Linked DNA regions of Arachis hypogaea: region 1 is linked to region 2. A link is a contact called in public Hi-C data. All regions are on one chromosome and are shown on one strand. Each heading gives the region's core, a stretch centred on a gene start, on an enhancer-like site or on the middle of the called end of the contact. The rest is flanking DNA. Distances are from core to core; before and after follow the strand shown. Region 1 holds the start of LOC112782790 (deoxyuridine 5'-triphosphate nucleotidohydrolase). Region 2 holds the start of LOC112783218.

What was found. A called contact is a pair of places that touch in the nucleus more often than the background predicts.
Region 1: a Hi-C map of leaf shows a contact between it and region 2, with 6 times the contacts expected there. The contact joins the promoter of LOC112782790 here to the promoter of LOC112783218 in region 2. A contact is called at or near these places in 3 of 8 Hi-C or Micro-C datasets (leaf and an unstated tissue).

Annotation. Positions count from the first base shown.
Region 1 is chr20:12,050,850-12,057,234 of arahy.Tifrunner.gnm2.J5K5, reverse strand. LOC112782790 (deoxyuridine 5'-triphosphate nucleotidohydrolase) reads left to right here and starts at 3,798. Exons shown (of 4, transcript XM_025825389.3): 1 at 3,798-4,147. LOC112782762 (protein VACUOLELESS1) reads right to left here and starts at 2,032. Exons shown (of 16, transcript XM_025825326.3): 1 at 1,130-2,032; 2 at 254-544. The coding sequence starts at 1,918.
Region 2 is chr20:11,895,615-11,901,518 of arahy.Tifrunner.gnm2.J5K5, reverse strand. It overlaps LOC112783218, which reads right to left and starts at 2,757. Exons shown (of 13, transcript XM_025826035.3): 1 at 2,290-2,757.

The DNA of each region.
Region 1 (6,385 bases), core at 2,549-5,048, 150 kb before region 2:
CTGAACTGACTGAAATCTTTCCCCACTCCCTATTTATAATGGTACTCTAAATTTTGCATCCGAAAACTTAAGTAGGCACTGAGTAGAAATTTCAATTTGAGCAATAACACATAATAAGCAAACATGGCACCTCACAATTCTAGAAATGTTTGCTACGGGTACAAGCAAACCTTAGGATATAATGAGTGAATAAGAATCCTGATGAAGTTAATCATGCAACAGTAAAAGAACAGCACAAAGAAAATTCCCCTACCTTTGCACTTCGTCTATCAAAATGATCCAAGGCATCATATAGTAAAGCTGCAGGAGATGTACTTCCAATTGTGAAGATTGAAACAGTGGAATCTGGAACCCGTTGTAGAAATTCCATACTCGTGTTGGACAATATCCTCACTCCATCACACTCAGGTATAAGAATTATAGGTTCATCATAGAAGTAGTGGACCGGATCTCCATCGGGACCCATCATTAAAAGCATATCATCCCAATAAAGCAGCACAGCGTCCATTCCACACCAAGCAATCTGCTCTGGAGGAAGAGAGGACTGCACACATGAAAGCAATTATTGAGACAAGGGCACAATTAAGCTACCGCTCCAACCCTAACAAGTTTACGTATAACTCATTAAAGATTCAATACACTTCTTTTCTGTTACCTAGACATAGCACCATTATCATTTTAGAAAGCTTAAAATTATTGTTAATTTCTACATCATTTACAAAATCACACTTCTCCGGCATCATGATGCTCAAATATTTACAAAAATAAAATGAGAATAACAAGCAAATCAATGTTAATACAAAACCAACAAAAAGTAACCCTCCTACTTCCCTACACTTCAGCTTCAAAATTCACAATTCTCAAAACTACACAACGCTCAAAACCACCTATCACAGCACAACAAAACAGTAAACAGTCAAACTTATACAAATCAGGAGGGGGGAAAAAGCATCTACCTTGTGTATTAGTCTTACTCTTGCATATTAGTTCTTGTTAGTGCTTGACGAAGACACATATGCCCCCTAAATTAACTACTATGAACCACATATTGTAGTTGAAAAAGCTGATGCTTCCAAACTTTCAATTATCAACGACGAATTCCAATTATTAAAGAGGAAAAAGGAACTACCTCGCACTCCCTTTCGATGATGATGCCGGTCAAGTCCGAGGTAGTAACCAAGAGCCTCCCATCGTGCGTGAACGAAGCAAGCCACTTGCCGTCACGGGACACAACCATCTTCTGCAGCGGCCCCCGGAGCAAACCCTCCCCGAGCCGCTGCACGCCGTCCTCCTCCACAACAAGCACCACAGGATCGTCAGCAACTCCGAGAAGCACCTCGACGTTTCCAGACATGGTGTACTGTGGTTCGATCACGGCGATGCACCGCGGCGGCTCCTCGATCATCGGATCGGCGAGGGGGACGGGCTTAGGGTTCCGAAAATCGGGAATACAGAAGAGCTGATTCTGCTCAGTGATGCAGACAACGCCGTTTCCCCAGAAAACGCAATCGGCAACGTTCTGCTCGAAGCATTCCTTGCCCATGGAGATGTTAGGTTCGACGAGTTGGGCGTGGAGGTCGTAACGGTAGATGGTACCGTCTTGAACGACGCAGACGAGGGTGAGATCATCGGTCCAAGACATTCCGATGAGGCGGCCGCCCGGGTGGCGCCAGACGGCGTCGGCGAGGGGATGACCAGCGGAGTTGAAGAGGCGGAGCTTGCGGAGGGCGGACTCAGCGTGTAGCTGGACGATCTTGGAGTCGTCACGGATGACGGCGACAGGGCCGCCGAATGGGGCGGCAGCGACCTTGTGGCGGGCGAGGTCCACGTGTTTCCACCTCATTGGGTAGAGCTCTGGCTTGCGGTAGTAGCGGTTGTAGAGGAGCTGCCACTCCGCGGCCACTGAGACGTTGGCCATTGCGGGAGAGAGAGTGAAAGTGGGGAGGTTGCGGGCTATCGGGCTATACCGCTATAGGAAGAGTTTCTGCCTTTCTCGTGACATGTACTTTTTTGGAATGTGAAAAGCTACCAGATACCAATTTTAATTTATATTGACAGGTATTTTTAGTTAGAGTAGGAGTGAAAAAAAAAAAAAAAAGCCAGATTAGTTCATAACTGAATTGGTGATAGAATAAGTTCCTTTATTAGTTCAATTGATGAGTTATTATAGGGATGGCAAAACTCCCGAGACGCGGGGATCCCTGCGGGGACTGCCCCGAATGGGGATCCGACTGTGGGGAATTTTTTCCATGGGGATGGGGACGGGGAACAAAATTCCCCGAGGCAGACGCGGGGACCCGCACTCGGGATCCCCGCGCCCATCCCCGCTAATCCCCGAAGTTCATAAATTTACTAAATTGTTCTTAATAGTTTATTTTTCATATATGTTTTTTAGTCATTTCACACACACACACACACACATATATATATATATAGAAATCCAAAACTCCTAATCCTTATTTGCATAACTCTTCTTCAATTCAGAAATTTCTAACGTTGTCCATACTCCATCCAACCTCTGCAGCCATCCTCTCGCCGCTCTTCCTTTTCACCGTATCGTCACACCTCACCGTGCCATGATTCTCACCGCATCGTGCTCTCTATTTGCGGCGTTCCTTTCCGTAACTTTGTCGTCGTGTCCATTCTCCTCTCTGTTGCCGTGTCTCCCACCTTGTCCACTTCTCTATCCTCTGGCTTTCCGTTGTGTCCCCCGTTGCGTCATTTCGAAAGAAGTCACCATCTTGTTGTTTAGATTTTTTGTATAAAATCTTGTTATTTTTGTATAGAATGGATATTTACACCTCTATTCATATGGAAATTAATAATTAGTTAGAACTATCAGATAGATGGGGAATGGGATCCCCGTGGGGAATGGGGATGGGGAGCAATATTCCCCCACGGCGGGGAATGGGGGTGGGGACGGGGAGTAAATCTGGGGGTGGGGATGGGGAGTAGGGAGGCATCCCCGCTCCCGCCCTGCCCCATTGACATCCCTAAATTATTAGTTGAATCGGCAGAATTAATTTTGTATAAATAGAAAATATAAAATAATTAAAATTTAACAAATTACAATTAACAAATTATAATCCGATTATTATTAAATAAATATATAAAATTTTAATATTTTTCATAATAAAAAATTAAAAAAATTTTATTTTTATTTTTATATTAAAATAATTATTTTTTATTTTAATAATTAACTAATTAGTTTATATTTATTATATTATCAACCAGTGTAGTTTCATGGCAACAGAGATGGCAAAGAGTCCACGGTGGTAGAAGAGGGATGTTCACACTTCACAGTGATCTTCTGGCGACGCGAGGAGAAGTACACACCTTTGAGACATGGTTCTAAAAACTGAATCGAACTGTTCAGTTGGACCGATCCAATCGTAAATCGGATATATTTGCGGTTCGGTTTGAAGGAAAAATCGCAAATTTAAAAGCTGTTTATAAACAGCTGAATCCGTCAGGAACTGGTCGGTCGGATTAAACCGGAATCCTGCTGGTTTTACCTAAGCAACGTCGTTTGAAGTTTAATAGGGAAAAAAACCTTAAAACCTTACCCAACTACCCTTTTTTCTCCTCTTCAACTCAGACTTTAAAGAGCTGCCACCTGAAACCATAACTATTAAACCCGACTCGACCCAGCCGGGCTGAACCACTCATCAAACCGCTTAAGTTTTGAATCCGGTGAAAACCGGTTCGACCCGGACAGAACTTGTAAAACACTGACCCGGCCGGTTCATGTAACCCAGACCGGGTCATTTAAAAAAAAATTGGAAAACGGCGTCGTTCACTATCAACCCCCTCCCTCCGTGGTGCCCTAACCCCAAATGGATGATCACCCACCTCTCTCACCTCTCTCTTCTCTCTGACTCTAGTCTCTTCTCTCGCCACTCTCTCCCTCAAGCTTACTGAGTCTCACCTCTCTCTCACGGCTGGTGTCGTCGACGACATCTCTCTCTCCGGTATCTCGCTTCTCTCGCGGCCGTTTCGGACTCAAGCTCGTCGCGCTCTGTCAGCGTCGTAAGCTTGTCGCGCTCTATCACCGTCGCAAGCTCTGTCGCGCTCTGTCACCATCGTAAGATCGTCTTCCTGCTTCTGCCATCAACGCTTCCTTCGCCCTGAGTTGGTTTCTGGGCAGGTGATTTTCAGCTTCGGCCCTGTTATTTCTCTTTCAATTTCATTGCTGTAAATCATTAGTACATCTTGAATTTGTTGTTGAAAGTTGAGTTTGTTGCTGAAATTATGATTTAGCTAATTTTGTTTTGCTGAATACTAGGGATTTGAAAATTATCATAGTTGAATTTGATGTTGCAAATTATGAATGAGATGAATTTATTGTCGTATGTTGAAATGTTGCTGAACATATCACTGAGCAAAGCTTTTTGTTGCTGGATAACATTATTGAGTTGAATTTTGTTGCTGGATAATATCGCTGAGTTGAGCTGAATTTTCTGTCGTAACTCGTAAGTTCAATTGTTGCTGAACATATCATTGCGCAAAGTTTTTTGTTGCTGGATAACATTATTGAGTTGAATTTTGTTGTTGGATAACATTGCTGAGTTGAGCTGAATTTGTTTTCTTCAGTTCAATTGTTGCTGAGCATATCGCTGGGCAAAGTTTTTTGTTGCTGGATAACATCATTGAGTGGAATTTTGTTGCCGGATAACATCACTGAGTTGAGTTGAATTTGTTGCTGATTATTATCATTGAACCTTGAATTTATTGTTATGTTGCTTAAAAAATCAATTAGCTAAATATTTTGTTGCCGTAAATCTTTTGTATTTTTTGTTGCTGAGTTGAGTAACAATGCTATGAAAGATATAGATGTAAATCAAAATGAGGGAAATGTTGGTCAAATTCCAAATTTGTCCTATAAAGATATAAATGCTGACTCTGAAATCACCCCTTGGACTTGATTTACCGATTGTGTTATATTCTCGCCCACTCTTGTTCATTTGAATTGAAAAAGTATTTTGTTCTAGAGACTAGATTATTATCTCTTTTTGCATCATTAGTTATGTCGGAGAATTGATATTTGATTATTATTTTTGTAAAGACTTGCATTTTAGGTTTTAACACATGTTTTTAATTTTATTTATATAATTTTATATATTTTTAATTATGACCGGGTCAACCGGGTAAATCAGTGACCCATGGTTGAACCGGCAACCTGGTCATATGGCCGGGTTGATTACCGGTTCAGTTCTGATAACTACGCCTGAAACCCTAGCTTCTCCACCACCGCTGCAAGGACTGCCGCCATCCATCGAGCTCAAGCACCACCTTCGTTGTCTGGTCGTCTGCCCGTCTTCATTCAACAATCGCACCTCCTTCCTGGAGCTCAGCGTCAGTCCCTGGACTTCGTCTGCTCCGTCGCTCTCCTGCCGCCGTCCAGGGCGCTCAGGCACCACCGTCTTTGTCTGGTCGTGGTGCTTGAAGTTTCCAACCCACCAATCGCGGCTTCTTCCTCGAGCTCGGCGTGTTGGAGTCTGCTCTTTGTTTGTCAGCCGCAGCTTCTTCCAACCCACCACCGTCGTGCTCGTCGCCTGGCCTCCGTCTCTGGTGCGCTTCTGCCCCTATGCTCAGACTGCTCAGAAGTCAGAACGAAGGTTTACAATTCTGCTAGTGCTACTCATATTGGTTGCTTTGTTTTTTTTTTTTTTGAAATTTTCGTTCTTGGTTCTTTGTTCGTCGATTTAGGATTCTGCTGCTGCTAGTGCTGTTCAGATTGATGAATGATTACTTGATCAGCTCTGTTCATTGCTACTGTTGTGTTGTGTTTTGATGTGTTGAGTTGTGCTGGACTCTGCGTTGTTGCTTTTTTTTTTTTTTTGGTGCTGTGCTGAAAATTGAAAATAATTTATCTGAAATTATGCTTGTTGCTACTCCTCATTGTTAATCTTTGAAAAAGTTTATTAATCTTTGTTAAAATTATGCTCATTGTTCATCTTTGAAAAAGTTTATTAATCTTTGTTAAAATTATGCTGAAATTATGCTCATTGCTATTGCCCAAGTGTTCATTGTTAATCTTTGAAAAAGTTTATTATGCTTTGTTAAAATTATGCTGAAATTATGCTAATTGTTACTGCCCAAGTGTGGGTTGTGATTATTATGTGTAGTGATGTGTTGCTGCGGACGTTTCCGGGACGTCAAATGATTTTGGTTGATCTTCTTTCAGTTTCTGGCAAAAGATTTCCAAGTCCTATTACCCTTTTCTTTTTTTGCTTTTGGTCTTTACCTTCCACTGGCTTGATTGTTGAAATGGATTTTGATTTGATGCTATTGTCCTTTGAGAATCTGATTCTTATTTGCATTTGGAGGTTTGTCTCGTGGAAACTTTTATCTTTATGGTGGTTTCATAGCATTTGTTCCAGCT
Region 2 (5,904 bases), core at 1,508-4,007:
TCGAAAAAATCGTTTTAGAATAATATAATAAATAAATTATAAAAACATTCTAAAATATAATTATAGTTTAATATAAATCTTAAAATATCTTCCAAATTTAAAACACTATATAAAATGTTATCAATTCAAAATTGTAATATATGTATGTACTTTATTATTTTCTTTTCTTAACTGAGCATGCTAATTAAGATGTAAAGCAGAAGCCAACTAATAAAATAATAAATAAATTATAAATAAACATCCTAAATATCTTTTAAATTTAAAACCCTACGTAAAATATCACCAACTAAATGTAATTAATTATCAAAATATGCAATAACTTGCTGCAAATTTGTTGACAATTAACATAATTATACTTCCATTAAAAATAGCTGGATTGAATTGCAATGCACAAGTTGAAGATAAAGAATATTGTCTTAATGTAGCTAAGTCAAAAAGTAAAACAAAAAAACTGGCCCAATAAATAGGGCCCAGGATCCAAGCAAAGACGCCCAACCCAAAGGGTTGGCCCTCCATCCAGTACCAGCCTTTATCCCAGAAGTCGGTACTGAGCACGACCTGTTCCAAAGAAGTCGGATACGAGGGTTAGCTGGCAGATAACACTCATTCGAATGAGTAACTGCCCCTAGAAACCCTCTAACCACTTCCACAAGCCATATCTTAACTTCCCTAAAATAAAGGGACGGTTAACACCTTAAAAAAGTGGCACTACTCCAACGGTGGTTATTGGTTCACCACTATAAATACACTGACACTTCTCAGGTATCTCTAAGTCCCAATACACTTAAACCTGCTCACACTCTTGCTAACTTAGGCATTGGAGTGTCTTTGCAGGTACCACCCCCCATTCTTTCACACGTACAGGTCGGACGGAGGAACACTGAATAACAAATCCACTCGAAAGTCACCTCCTTCACACGTTTGGGCCAATCAACGCCATCCAGGCCCATTAATCTCCGGTTACCCACCGTAACAATAGTGTTGTACAATAAACACACAACAGAGCACGAAACAAACACACAACACAACAGAGGCGGAAACAAAAACACAACAATGCCTGAAACAAAAAGAATCCAACACAGAGGAGGGGAGGGGTAACAAGTAACAGGGACAGTGTAACCAAACAATGAAAACAGAATTTTGTTTATATAACAAAACAATCAAAACACGAATCATACAATCACTAATTGCAAATTTTTTCTTCATAAGAACAGAACAATGAAAACATGAAGCATATAATAAATCAAAAGATCACCAATTGCAAATCTTTTAATAAAAACAGAAGTTAGAACAGTGAAAAATGAAGAAAGATTAGTAGTTTTCAACCCAATTTTAACAAAGCTCATCACAATGATTAACAACAACAAAAAAAGCAACGAAGGAACAGTGAATCAATAACATAGGCAGTACAAATTCAAGAAACTTTAATAAAATTTAACTACAGAAACAGACAGTAAAGCAGTAATAGAGTTATCAATTTAAAATTTATCATCAAATACATTTAGTGAGCAAAACCAATCAACCAAGTACTGACTGGGCATTCGGGAAAAAAAAATCAAAAGAACATTTAAATCACAGCAAAAACACAACAACAATAGGAACATTTAAAACAAAGAAACCCAAAAAAAAAAAATCTAAAAATCACCATTGCTGAAAACAATGATTTGATCCGTGTATGCTCAAAGAATTAAAAGCTATGCTTACAGGAAAGTTAAGAATACCAAAACCAAAGAACCTTCAATCACAGCTTAAATCAAGATCAGAAAATCACAACCAAAAAAAAAAATTAAAAGTAACAGAAGAACAACAGAACAACAGCATAAGAACAATTAGCAAATTAACAAATTCAAAATAACAGTTAAAATTGACCAGAAGAACACTAATGCAAGTGGAATCATCATGCTAATATGTTTTCTGCGAAGATGCTATTTGTGCAGCTAAAATTTCCTAATTACTAAGATCCAATTATTCTAATTTCACATGCAATCAACTTACTAAGTTTCTAAAAGCTAGAAATTATAAAACCAACCAGAAATATGGTTAAAGCATTTCATCAAACATGTTCAGTGCCGTAAAATTAAAACAAAATAAGAGATTTCAAAGCTTAATATCAATGTGATAGAGAAGAGAACATAACTATTGTAACTTTAATTCAGTCTATGAAATAATCCAAACCACTGCCAAATCAAATAGTTACTTATTGTAATAGAAATCAGAAGTTGCAGAGTTTGAAGCAGAGTATTGGTGTTGTGTGAGTGTATTGTCTGGTGGCGGGTTTAGGGAACTCACGGCGGCGACAAAAGAGAGCAGTTCGACGGCTAGGTGGAGCGCGCGGGTTGGTCGCAGTGTTTGAAGCAGAGCAACGTGGCTTCCAAACGAACACGAATGCGAACTCGAACGGTGAACGGGGAGTGAACGCGAACAGTGAACGCCGAGCGAACGTGAACGGCGAAGAACGCTAACGAAGACGACAGCTGAACGAAGACGCGAACGTGAACGGCAAACAAACGGCGACGGAAGCGCGGCTGAGCAGACAAAGACGACGGACGCGAGCTCGAGGAAGCAGCCGCGATCGGTGACAGCGAACAGGGTTGAAGACTTGGATCACGAGGGAAGCTAGATAGACGGACGGATGGCGAACTTTGAGTGCGACGGACGCGGCAGTATGCCGCTCCTTGCGGCGGTGGTGTAGGCTTACAGTGCTAGGGTTTTTTGGCTGGGGTTGTGTGATTTGATTTCTTTCTGAAATCTGAATACACGAAAGAAAGGGGGAAGGGAGAAAGAAACGGAGGAGCTTCCGTTTTGTGTAAACCGGGCGGGTTCCGGTTCGGTCCAACTTTTCGGTTCTTATTCGGTTCAACGGTTTTTCATCGGTTTTCTAAATGACGGTTTTACATGTCTGACCGAATCGCTAATGTTATCGGATTGCGGTTGAATCGGTCTGATCAGCCGATTTGGTCCGATTTTTAGAACATTAATTTTAGCATTTGATTGATTCGTTTTTTGTGTCGGTTCACGGTTCAACCGGTTCGATCAGCCGGTTTGAACCGATTTTCAGAATACTTGGTTATTGGTGTTAGTAATGTCAATCTAAAGATTTAATTTTTTTTTCAACACTCAAAATTTTTTTCTCTTCTTAGTTACAAAATTAAAATTCTAAGTCTCAATTTGTAAGGATAGACCGAGCTAAATTTGGAGAGACTATAGTTAGTTTCAAAGAGAGAATATCAAGCGGTCGAAAGATGAATTCACTAACATCGAATGCGAATTTTAGTTTTGTCAAAAATTTAATTGCGAGGGAAAAAAAAGAGAAAAAGGTCGGAGGTATTTTTTACAAATTAAATATGGTGTTGATAACATCTGACACATTAATAAATTTTGAAAAAAGTTTCATTCGTTGTCTATTATAGACAGTAAGTAGAAAAAATATTTGTTAAAAATTGTAATTTTGATTTTAAAAGTTGTCCAACAATGATGCGTATTGTTTGGTTTTCTTACTGCAAAGTCAGGATTGCAAATATTTTGTTTTGATAGATGAAATTGATGGTAGGTAGAAAGGTTTGGCTAGAATTTTAATTGAAATGAACAATGATTAAACATTTTCTACTCATGATGTAGTGAAAAATGTAATCAGAATGGAAGATGACCATGCAGTCAAGTTGAAATTCATTATAAAGATAGAGAAGCTTGAAGGAAAAATTAAAACTATCAGAATGTGGGTTATGTGTATTGTTGTTTATCTATTATTATGTTTCATTTTCACTATATACTCATTATTGAAGTATGTAAAATTAAGTAGAATTGAGTAACAATAGTGGTCTGATGTTTAGGATTTATTAACTTCAAACTTTTGGATGTAATGAAATCAAGTTGTTGTTAATTCTGTTCTTGCAATATTGTATATGAAGTGTTAATTTCACTGCTATGTGAAGTTTTTTTTTGTTAAAAATTTCCAAATCCTACAAGAAAGTATGGATTCGAACTTCTCACTTTTATAGCCATGTATGAACTTAAAAACATATAAGAATTTGATACTGTTCGAATATAATAGACAAAACACAAGTAAAATTCTCTCAAATAAAATTTTAACATTAAGCTAATGTTAGTACCAAGAAGCCAAAGGGCATATATCAGTTTGACAGGTAGGGGCGTAGTTTAGTGTAGTTGAAGGGGGACAATGGCCCCTAAACTAATAAATTTTACTTACGAAATCTTTTATTTTAATGGTTTGGCCCCTCCCTAATTTTATCTTTTACCTTATATTTACTTGTGTTTTCTATGTTGGTCTTCTCTTAAAAGAAGTTCTAGCTTCGTCCTTGTTGACAGGTACAACTAAGTTAATTATAACCACATAAGTATCAATATCAGCATCATCACATGCTTTATACATCAGGATCCTAATACCAAAAGATTAAAATAAGTAATAAGATAGTGTAGCAACACATAGTCTATATAATATCCATAGTAATCTATCAAAACCACAAAAAATCTTAATCTTGTTGCTCAAATCTATGTTTAAAATAGGAGAAAATTAATATGAATTGGATCCTAATTAAAGATGGAATTGCTACTGTCACTTGATGTTCCATTTGCTGGTGCTCTTGTTTTTTAGGTTGGCATAAATTGCATGAACCTTATAGTAGTTCCAGCACTAGCATCCATTATAGTGTCTTGGCTCACACTAGGCCTTATTAAGGAGTTGCTCATTAAGAAAACTTGATATTGTTTAGAAGAGTTGGTGGAGGTCTCTTTGTGTTTCTTTTGAGGACTTCTTGATATTAGGTAGCCTAATGTATGTTAGAGGTCTAATTAGAAGTAGCCTAATTGTTGTTAATTGTCCTAGAGGTTGCATCATTAGAGGTGGAATAATGGGTGCCACCTGTTTACAAAGAATTTAAATTCAAGCAATAAAAATTGTATAATTTAAATCACAGTAATTCAACCAAAATGCTAAATTGTGTAAGTTTGTGTTAGGGTGTGGTGAAAATGCAATACATGTTCTGTGGTCTGTTGCGTTAGTGCTGGGATGTGTTATGGCTCTACTGCACAATAAAGTTTTCACTTGGTAGCTTTGTGGATGAGTTCTATGTGCACAATAAACCTGCTATGGGCAGTTTTCGTCATAACATATGGCTTTTGCATGCTTTGGATCAATTTATGGGAAGAAAACACTCCTTCCAATAGCAATGTTATACTTTCTAACTGCTTTCTTAAATGAAGCCAACATCTCAAACTCCATTCCAACCTCCTGTCTCACTTGTCCAATAGGAGCATCGAAATTGCCTTGTGGGTATGCTGTCGACTGGTCATCATCTGATTCACTTCCAATACTATCACAACCTTCAGACTCATAATAGTGGATTACAGGATCATCATCTGAATATTCCTCCTCATCAACCGGCACAAAGATACGGGGAGTTTTGGTTGGATCCGGGTTTTGCATAAAGCTTTGACCTGTAGGTGGAGATCTCTTGACATTTCTCACTCTTCTCTTGCTCCTACCCATTTCCTCTTCTTCTTGTGTTTCGTCTGGCTGTGCTTGAGGCTGAACTTGGGGCACTGAATCTGACCTGAAGTTGAAGCAGACCTAGGTTGGTGTTGTGGGTCAATGAGTGGTTGAGGGACATATTGTGTAAGTAGCTCACCAGTTTCACTACCAGTGATTGGTGCATCATTCTGGGCTGCTGTAGATTCTTTAGAATTGGGTCTACTCATTATTGGATTTGTTTGATTTTGAAAAGGACTTTTAGAGGGTTAGAAAAGGAATTTAGTGAGCTGAGAAAGGGGTACAGTGGGATGGGACACGGGTTTAGTGGGCTGGGAAAGTGACTGATTAGACTTGGGCATAGATTTTTGGGATGGGAGTGGAATATATTGGGTTGGCAGATTCGAAATTGGGCTTCC